Regions from separate parts of the Anas platyrhynchos genome. Here region 1 is linked to region 2. Evidence: chromatin contacts called from public Hi-C data. All regions are on one chromosome and are shown on one strand. The core of a region is the stretch at or near the end of the contact, and the rest is flanking DNA. Distances in the headings are between cores, read along the strand shown.

Region 1 (5,001 bases), core at 1,505-4,004, 130 kb after region 2:
AGAGACAAATTAAGCAAGCTCTGACTATTACCTGGAAAAGAGACAGCTAAGAGGGGATGATAGATGCCTGTAACACCATGAATGGTGTGAAAAAGGAGTTTGGGGACTGATTGTTCTTTGTCTCTTCTGGTGCAAAAAGCAGAGGAATTCCAAGGGCCAGGAGCTTCATCTTGCTTCCTCCGAGTTATTTTCCTGATAGTGAGCAATAATTTATATTCCCAGACAAGTGCTCCTTCCTCCAAGCAGAAGAGAAGCACACTGTGCTTCCAGACTGCCCAGCCAAGCGAGGGAGATGTTACTGCGTATTGCTGGGTTACTCTTCTCATCAGCATAGATCACCCTGCACCCCAGAAAGCCGTCATTTTCATCATTGCAGGCAGACCTGATGTAGCTTAATTTCTTCTCACAGCTTTCAATCTGTTGGGTTAAAATCTCCCAGTTTACTCTGTACCCCAGGCCATGTGTTCCTTACACTTCAGTGTAAAACAGGCAAAACTTGGATATGTTTGGAAAGAATGAGGAGAGGAGGGATGGAAAAATATTGTAAATAGTTTTTTATAAGAATACCATGACTAGAAGGATTTAGGAAAGGTAACTGGATAGAATGTAGAAGGGGAATGATCCTGTGGGTATGGATTTGCATGCACTTGCATGTTTGTTTTTTCTCTTAAATGCTAAGGGCTAGGAAAGGAGAGCTAATTAAAACAAAAATCAGAGCCTGAAAATTGAATTTTGTTTCTCTGTCAACGTGATGTGGGCATTCTTACATACAGTGTTTACTGTCATGTTGGAAGAAGAACAGGTGCTGTGTGTTTGTCTTTGCTTGTGTGGTGCTGGAGGTAAGAAGGCATGGGGCTAGTCACTGCATCCCATAGCTACCGGCATGTGAGCAGGTCCCGAATGGCAGCAGGGCTCCAGCTGGGACCTTCCTTCTACAGGGACAAAGTGTCTGGGCCTGGCCTGCCTTAAATGTGCATGTGGTCATCTCAGCTCAGCTTGTGATAATAGGCCCTGAACACATACACATTTTTCCTTCATGCATAATGCTGCTTCATATTTAGGATTATTTAGCTTATCCATTACCTCAGTTGTCTGAGGACACACTGTAAAAACTATAGAAAAAGCATTTTAGGCTATGCGAATGACTTCAACATAAGGAAAGCATGACTAAGGGCTGAGAGAATGTGCAATGAAAATTACCCTCTCTGGGCTGAAGAAAATTCCCAGAAAAACTAGGCATGCGGGAAATGCCTGACTGTTAACATAGCTGGTCATATGTTTGTGGGCAGAAAGCCAGCCCGAGCGCATTGTGCGAGGGCTATAGTCTTTGTAAACCTAACTTTTCCCAAAACAATACATATTTGGGGGGGTTATTTGATAGAAAATATGATCAAAGAACCTTGCTGTCGTGTTTTTCTCTGCCTTGTAGTCCTGTCTGGCCAGGTGCATGTGCTCAGTGACTTTATGTCATAGAAATATGTAAGACCATGGGTCAGGTTAAAATAACCTGATTACATCATATCAGCGTATTTCTGTTGGATCCAGAGTCTCCCTGTGGCACAGGTCTGGGGTGTTTTTGCCTGTACACACTCTCAACAAATTGGTTTTTGGAATTTTATTTCAACATGCAGACATAGTTATAACAGGGATGAAAGCTTGCAAATATGATTTCCTTCTTATCTTAAAAGCCAAGGAAGAGAGTAATTTTATATTGTCAGACCACCAGTTACTAATAAATGCTATCTTGCAGCGGTGTTGTTGCTAACAGAACCCATCCCCACTGCCGCAGCCAGGTACTAAGACTCCCATGCTTCTCTTTCTCATTTTTTTACTCATTTTTTCTCTTCATTTGTTCCCAAATTAATTCATACACCACTTCTCTGTTTTTTATTTTTGAAATCAATCCTCCTAACGTGCCCTCACCATCATCTCCCAGGTTTCCTGAAGCTGGTTCGTGTCTGCTCAGTGAGGGCCTTGCACTTGTTCTTCATTTCTGCTCACTGTGGGTGTTCCAACTTGGAGCATTTTATGGAAGCAAATGAATGGGAGATGTGTCCATACACTTCTGTTTGAGAATTCATTTATAATTTCTTATGGAAATGTTTCAGAGTGAGTCACAATGCATTTCTGATGAACAAACTGTTTCTACAGAAAACTGGTAATATAGGATTCTGTTACCAACAAGGACTGGAGAAATCACAACTGCTTGGGAGCTGAGCGAAACCCAGGCAGTGGCTTTTCCTCTACCGCTATGTGTGTTTCAGTGTGGATTTAATTAATATGTTTCCTTAATCCAGACTTAAAAAGATTATTTAGGAAAGGGAGGCTGTGGGTAGAGGACAAGTCTGCAGACTTGTTACCAGGGACAGCAGCAGCAGGGGGTGCAGGCGTGTCACCTGCTGCTGGATGCCTGCAGCATCGAGGAGAGCTTTAAAAAAATACATCATGGCAACGGAGCGGAAACAAATTCATAAATAGGGAAGTCAAACATGGTGAGTGTGGTAATAAAAATACATCCGGTAAAGTAAAGGCGCAAGGATTTTTCCCCAGCAAAACACATTAACCTTTTATGGAGGTAGATGTGACCTTGGGAGCTCAGCTGAGATTCATAACTGAAGTAGGAACAAGAAATAACAATCTGATAATGCTTCCTCAAGAATGCATTGCATTCTTCGCTATGAGTTTCCATGTTCTCCACGGGATGTGGATGACTCAGGCTGCAACATGAAAAATGCATCCAGGCCTATAAAGGAATTACTGTAGCTGTGGAAGTGTGAGTTGTTATGGTGCTTCACAATATGTTGGAGATGCAGTTGTTCAAATTCAGCTCCATATGGCATTTTTTATGAATGAGTAGCAGTACAAATGACCTTACCAGTAATTTGAAGATGACTGTACCTAAGATCAAAGTTTGCTCTCTGCTACATGATGTAGATCTGCGGGATTTCCCTGAGAAGGGAATTTAGTTGAAGAATTTTGTGAACAGAGTGCTAGTTTATTTTTAACATAATTTTAATGTGAGTAATTTTAAGCTGAAAAAAAAGCTTAAAAATCTGTGTGGGAACACAGGAGGACTAGGAGAGAAACTGAAATACTTGAATTTGCTTAGGCTTTGGATAGGGCCAAAGCTTTGAGCTTTGTTTGCTTCTGCATTATTCTAGGTCTCTGTCAGAGACACTGGTATAAAGCTGGAGTGGTACAAAGGGGAGCCAGGCTTCTCGTCTCCAGGCTTTTTCTATCTTTAGTAAAAAGTTGAGCCTAATCCAAAACTCGCGATCTCAGGCTTCTCGTGTGCTGAGAGTCTCTGTCTCGGAAATTCTGCCAGGATCCAAATTTGAGTATGAGCCCTATATTTATAAACCCAACTTCTGAAAGCCACCAGCTCTACTGTTCTGACAAGGTTATTGTGTTGTCCCCTTGGGAACGAGGATTAACTCAGACGTGCCTTCTCGCGCCCCGGCACAGGTGCCTAGTGAAAGAGTAACTGCTTGGAAAGCAGAAAGGAGGTCCTTGAAAAGAATTAAGATTGGGCTGATAGCCAAGCTGGGAACCGTTCCTGTCCTGTTTGTGTTAATTCACACTCGTTTTATAAATATTGAATGATGGCTGCTTTTCTCAAAGGTGCTGAACACCTATAGTTTCTGTCAAAGTGAGCGGGAGGTTTGCATACTCAATGTGCATTCCTTAAGGAAAAGTCCACGGACTGCTCGTTGAGTACACTGCTTAATCCTGCTGTTTCCAGGAACTGTTTGACAGAGGTTTTCTACTGCTCTTTTTGGGTAGGGTTAGTAGATTCTTCCTTGAAGGCAGAGATAAAGACAGATCTCCTTACTTGCTGTATAGCAAAATGGCTCTTGGCTGACTTGGCAGTTGCAATTAGCACTTTTTTGAAGGCTCTGTTCTTGTATTTGTGTGGACCCCTCTAAAGCGTTTGGTCTAAGTAGCTGCACTTTTTGTCTCCTGGCAGACCATGCAACAGATGAGTGACCACCGCTACGACAAGCTGACAGTGCCCGATGATGCCGCCGCAAACTGCATCTACTTAAACATTCCCAGCAAAGGCCACGTCCTGCTGCACCGAGCCCCCGAGGAGTACCCAGAGAGCGCAAAGGTGAGAGAGGTGCTGAGCATGGCTGGGAGCCCGCCAGCATCCTGGCCTCTCCGGGAAGTCGCTGGGCACTGACATTCGGTGCTTTCCAGAATGGGTTATATCCTGTCATGGAAAAAATCAGAGGGCTGGCTTTTGAAAGGTGTTGGGCCTGGGCTCTACGTTCATCTCCATTATTGATTTAATTTTGTCTCTTGTGCCCCTTGTGCTTCTTCTGCATGACTGGGAGCAGTAACAGTTCCCCTTGCTGCACTATTGTTGGTTGTGAACCTTTTGAGAGCTGTAGGCAGAAGGCCACATACACCATAAATGTTAGCATTGATTACAAACCATGAGACAGCTTAGCACCCACTGAGCCAGCCATGCCTGTTCATTCTGTAAATAGTTAGAGAAAAGGGAAAATAGTAAGTGTAAAATGTAATGATTTCTGTTGTATTTTCTTTCCTAAATAGGTTTTTGAAAAACTGAAGGACCACATGCTGATTCCAATAGCCAACACAGAACTGGAGAAAGTAGATGGGGCACTCACCTGTTGCTCTGTGCTTATTAACAAAACTTCAGAATTATGAGTTTACAGAGTCCCTCCCTTGTAACTGGCAATAATGTTACACACAAGGTAGACGAATCTGTATCCACACTTCTATTGTTTTTATTGACAATCTACTGTACCACTGTGCTACTAACCCTTGTTTACAAATTTTTTGCTTTGTGTAATTTTATTATGTCCTTGCAGATGGTATTTAAGGTGGATGTATGCTTTTCTTGAGGGGTGCATAACTGAAGTATGTTAGTCCCATGGGCTAGCAGAAGACACTTAAAATGGCTGACCCCTTATGTTAGTGATTTAACTTATCTGTGTGAAAATTTTATGAAAACCAACTAATTCTCAACAC
Region 2 (5,389 bases), core at 1,990-4,489:
CTAGGCGTGTTTGCAGGATGATATCCTTCACGCTACCTTTAGATAGGATTTTGTCAAAGTGGCTGAGGAGGTGCTTGTGTATCCCATCCACTAGCAGGGTTGTAGCTCAAAAACCGGCTCAGTGAGTGGTTTTGCACCCATGGTGGGTGTTCGTGACTTTCACAGTATGTTGAAGAACTTTAAGTGGGAAGAGGTCATTGGCATGTTGTTTTTAACTGGAAGACTTCACCTGAACATGTTTCAGGTAGTGTCCAGGCTTGCTTTATTGACTTGCTCACTCACAGTGTTTTGTTTATTCAAAAGTCAAAGTTCAACATTAAATATGGCCTTTTCTCTAATGTTCCCATAATTCCTTTCATGTTTACTCTTCATTTTTTGCTTTAATGTTCCAGCTTTGTGTATACAATTCAGATTCAAAAAAAAAAAATTTATTTTTTGCTAGATAAATTACTTGAGAAACAGAGCTCGAAGGCATAATATCAACCTGAAGACACTGCCCATTGGATTTACAAAAAGAAGAGAAAATTCAACCATCTTCAATAAGAAGTGAGTCTTCAGTCGGTTAGTTAGCAATGTTTTGCTTTCACTGAACACAAACTGATGGGAATCTAAATTCATACTGACATGCTTGCTTTTAAAATCTGGTATGCCTTTTTTTTTTTTTTTTTTTTTACAAAAGCTATTTCGATTTAATATCTCCTGCAGCACTTTTTTCATTTTTAGTCTCTTTGAGCTCAGTTTTATAGCTTATGCAATTCATACATTATTTTGAAAAATACCAACATTAAGTAGTAGGTGGACAAATTAGTACTGTTGTGATTTTCATCTGTTAAATGGCAGTCTGAAGGCTTTTGGGGGTTTTGTTGTTAGAAAAAAGAAAACTTTCCTTTAAAGGTTTATGATAGAAGATTGATGTAGAATGGTTGCTGAAAATTCCTCTCTCTGAAAATAGCTGTCTTTAAGGCTGAAAGGGGTGCTTCCAGTCCAGTTACCTGCTGCATGTCATCTTAGGGTTGATGTATGTTGTAGCATGTGCACAGCGTAGACAAGTGCAGACAGACAGATGTGACGTCAGGAAAAAGGCTAAGATTAAGAAGACTTTCGGTGTTCTTTCTTTTTTTCTACTCTTATGAGTTTTCTCTGGTATCCAGACTTTGTGTTTTAAAGTATTTTTGTTTGTTTTCAGTTTTGTGTTTGTTTTTTTTTTTTTTACTATGAAAAAAGTACTGCAGAGTACTCTGTTATGACAGGAAACAGGTCACGTTCAGCTTGAAGATCTGTGCTTCTTGCAGTAATTAGATGTGGTAGCTGTCTAGCACATCTAATCTATTAGATGTGCTGGCTCCTCCTCTTCATATCCTTAGTTCTGGTAGCAAGTTCTGGTTTCAATATGCATTTTTCCCTCTGTTCTTGTGACTTACAAACCACAATCTAAAGAGCAGTGGCTGGAAGTGGTGAGGTGCCTGTGGCTTGGGAGCTGCCACCAGGTGTCTCTCTCTAATAACCAACCTGAAAAGCTGCTCTGCACACTTCCCAGTATCATCCGGTATCATCTCCTCTCATCTGCTGTTCTGAGACACAAGTGTTTTTTTGTTATTGTTTTTTTTTTTAATACAAATATTTAGATTTTTTTAGCTGAACAGAAGGCATAAAAATCTGTAGAAGTGTAACCTTTGAAAGTTGCATAATTTGCAAGCTCTGCCAGAGCAAATCCATGGCAGACCCATGGAAAGAAAGGAAATCTGGGGTGTTTTCTCCATCTCTCTTCAGAACAGAGTAGAGGATAGACCCAGACCTGGTAGATCCTAGCCATACGAGCAGAGGCTGCCTTCCGTTGTACTGCCTTCCTTTGCTTTGGCCACATGTTCAGCCTTCTACAGATATCTTGTGGAGGGCTTGTTCTATTGAAGTATCTCAGGCTTATGGCCGAGCTGGGGCATTTCCTCAATGTTGTGGATAAAACAAAATAGGCATCCCTGGCAATACAGGGTAAGGGAGTAGTGTTATAGAGCCAGAGCAAGGGCAGAAGGCCCAGTGATGGTGGGATCAGCAGCTAGGTGTCTGAAGACAAAAGAACAGAAGAGGCACACATGAAGGGTTTTTGACTCTATTGGTAGGATCCTGGGCATGCTGCAACCCTGTGCTGACAGAAATTTGCCTCCACATAACACATTCTTCAGTTCTTTTTCTCTAGAAAGTCTTTTTGGGTACATACTGAAACGTACCTTCTGTTGATAACAAATGAAGCTTTAAGCAGGTTACGTTTTGACGTGTTTCTGTTGTTTAACAGAAGCAGATTTAAAACCTAAGAGGATGGGGCAACGAAAGTGACATTGGCAAACAGGTGTGGAAGTATCTCACAGGCTGTCTGGGATGATGCCTTACTCTTTTGTCAATCATGAGGACCTGGGGTGTTTTTTTGTGGTTGTTTTGGACAGTTATCCTTTCTGGGGCTTTCAGATCCCAGCAGAAAGAACATGGTAACGTTCTAAGAGGATAGGAAGTAGCCCTCTACTTCCTGTACATGCTGCCCAAGGGCATGAGGCATGCTCCATGATAACTACAAGAAGGACATTTCCTCTCTTGTGCTGCTGCTGTTCACTCAGCAGTGGGCTGTTTGAATTCAGTGATGTAGATTAAAAACTAATTATTTTTATTTTTTGTAATTGGCATGTTTGCCTGCTCCCTCTGTGGGTGCCTGAGGAATCAAACCCAAGGTTTGATCAAACCAAAAAGTATCAGCCATTTGACACCTACCCCATGTGATTTCATGGTATGACCTCTAATTTTTTGTTGAATGTTACATCCAAGTGGGGTAAAGCTGTGCAAATAGTTGCTTTCTATGAGCTTAATGCCTGGTTCTTGTCAGGCTCTGGTGTGTCTGCAGTTTGGTAGCTCCAAACCCCTTCTCACACTGTTTGTCTGTCAGGGTTTGTGGAGGGGTTCCTCTGGAGGGTGCCGGTTGGAAGCTGCACTGCATATGTGTGTGGAGAGCTGAGAACCTTCTCTGATGTCTTTTTCACGCTCTCCATGTGAGCCAAGCTGTTAGGCTATACAAGGCAGGAATGAAAGTAATCCAAAACTAGGAAGTACAAGATGTATTCTTGTGTCATCCCCTACCCCTGCCAGCTCTGGAGGACAAATCAGTGGTTGTTTAGATGTGTTAAGCAGACTCTTCATTTCCCAGTTTCCATTAGTTTGTTGTTTCCATTAGTATTGTGAAAGCATACGTGCCAGTGCTGGGTAACACACGGGTTAGATTAACTTGCAGTATCAAGCAATCCAGATACTGGAGGGTCAGCAGAGAATGGAGTTTGAGTCCAGTTTGTGAACTCCTTCCAGTGGGCCTTCTGTCTTGCAGGTGGTTTAGGACACCTTGCTTGCAAATTCTTTTTAATGCACTGCTTCACCATACATTAGCTGTAGTGCCCTCATTTTCCAATAGAAGTGCTAGTTCCCCTTCTGTAAGAGGTGCTGCCATGGAATTAGGGTGTGCTGCCGTGTTGGGGAGCCTTCGGGAGAGGGCTGCTGAGTGTGACCGGGCCGGGCAGCAAGAGGGGAGCTCCAGCCAGCAGGGGCTGTGCGAGGAAAAGGGGGAGCTCGCAGCTTGTGCCTCCTGCATCCTCAGCAGGAGCCTATTTCAGCAATGAGAAGCTGAACTGGGGCAGTGCAGCTCAGCTCCCTTGGTTCTGCAGTGTATGCAGCCCTGCTCAGCCCTGCTCTGCTGCTTATCTTCCTGGGCACCTCCACCCTGCCTCATCCTGTCTGTGCACAGCACCCCTGCATGGAACCCATGAAAACTTGGAGGTGGGAAGGAGGGATGCAGCTCCCCCTGGGTGGGAGGCGTTCCTGCGGGTTAGGAACGTCTGATCACATTATGTACTTTGGAGAAGAGAAGATCCTCTCCTTTGTCTCTCTTCTTCGGTTTAATAGTGTGAATAAAATCTGTTGTGGAGACTTGCTCTGTGTGTAAGTGATCATTAGTGCAATGGAAGTTACTTCTGAGGTACTTATGAAAACCCTAAAAAAAACCTGTAATCCTTAATTAGGTAAAGATAATTAGTGTGAATTTTTTGAAGTGTTGCTGATCTTGAGAATTTACCACGGAGTTACATGAGCAGGTTTTAGGGCTCATATTAAACTGGTGGGGCTACGAAGATGGTGAAAGGCCTGGAGGGGAAGACGTACGAGGAACGGCTGAGGGCACTGGGCCTGTTCAGCCTGGAGAAGAGGAGGCTGAGGGGAGACCTCATCGCAGTCTACAACTTCCTCGTAAGGGGGTGTCGAGAGGCAGGAGACCTTTTCTCCATTAACACCAGCGACAGGACCCGCGGGAATGGAGTTAAGCTGAGGCAGGGGAAGTTTAGGCTGGACATCAGGAAGGGGTTCTTCACAGAGAGAGTGGTTGCACACTGGAACAGGCTCCCCAGGGAAGTGGTCACTGCACCGAGCCTGACTGAATTTAAGAAGAGATTGGACTGTGCACTTAGTCACATGGTCTGAACTTGGGTAGACCTGTGCGGTGTCAAGAGTTGGACTTGATGATCCTTAAGGGTCCCTTCCAACTCAGGATATTCTATGATTCTATGATTCTATGGTGGAGCTCTTAAGCTTGAATTTAGTTGTTACTGAGATCCTGCTTTCAGTACTATGTGCATTTCTGAAAATCAGTAGCTTTCCAAATATCCCCATGTTAAAATAAATAGCTACTGAGTTCTGTAGCTGACATTTTTTAACATTTCTTTATTTTAGCAACTGTTTTTTTTTTATTCTTATAGTGAATCTGATGGCCATTTTGTTTATTTGCAGGAGTTAAAGAGGACAGTAGTTCTATTTTTTTTGAGAATTACAGTTTGGGTTACTCACTCAGCCTTAGCAGCGTCCCCTTGCCTTACCCAGGACTCAGCTCAAGCCTGTTGTGTTTGATTATTGCAACACACACAGTTAGTAACATCTCCTGCTGTTGTGAGGCCCCTTGTAGGAGACCATATGTGCTACAGCGGAAGTGCGCTTCAGTTTCTTCATCGATTGTCGTGCTGCTTACTGTAACTAGGAAACATTTGAACTTTCAGGAGAAATATTTAATTGTTTTATTGTTTATACATCAAATCCAGGAATAAGCTTAATGAAGTTTCAACAAAATGGAGACATCCTCTTTTGTGTGTTGCTGCTGTTAGAAGTACGGCAGCGGTCATTTTGGCACTAGGAGCACATACTTGGTGGTGGAGGGGAGAAGGAAACCATCACACTTCTGCATGTTCTCATTTGTTAATGGTGTTTCGACTCCACAAGGGAATCTAGTCACTTAATTGTGCTGAATCTCTGTTACGTAAGTTGAGAAAGGTAACGTTATCCAAAGGAGTGGATAGTGAAGGCCCTGTGTTGCAGT

Evidence for each region. Hi-C and Micro-C count contacts between places; a contact is called where the count stands out from the background.
Region 1: a Hi-C map of subcutaneous adipose tissue shows a contact between it and region 2, with 5 times the contacts expected there. The contact joins two enhancer-like sites. A contact is called at or near these places in 5 of 8 Hi-C or Micro-C datasets (F1 follicle, liver, skeletal muscle and 1 more).

Annotation. Positions count from the first base shown.
Region 1 is chr8:24,665,542-24,670,542 of IASCAAS_PekinDuck_T2T, forward strand. It overlaps DDAH1 (dimethylarginine dimethylaminohydrolase 1), which reads left to right. Exons shown (of 6, transcript XM_072041620.1): 5 at 3,968-4,111; 6 at 4,561-5,001. The coding sequence ends at 4,677. Among named protein-coding and RNA genes, the nearest start is that of BCL10, 10 kb to the right of the region's middle. Within about 2 kb of position 2,755, at least 2 of the 8 cell types and tissues checked have an H3K27ac peak or open chromatin away from gene starts, as enhancers often do.
Region 2 is chr8:24,539,387-24,544,775 of IASCAAS_PekinDuck_T2T, forward strand. It overlaps ZNHIT6 (zinc finger HIT-type containing 6), which reads left to right. Exons shown (of 11, transcript XM_027462888.3): 5 at 443-546. Among named protein-coding and RNA genes, the nearest start is that of ZNHIT6, 5.3 kb to the left of the region's middle. Within about 2 kb of position 3,240, at least 3 of the 8 cell types and tissues checked have an H3K27ac peak or open chromatin away from gene starts, as enhancers often do.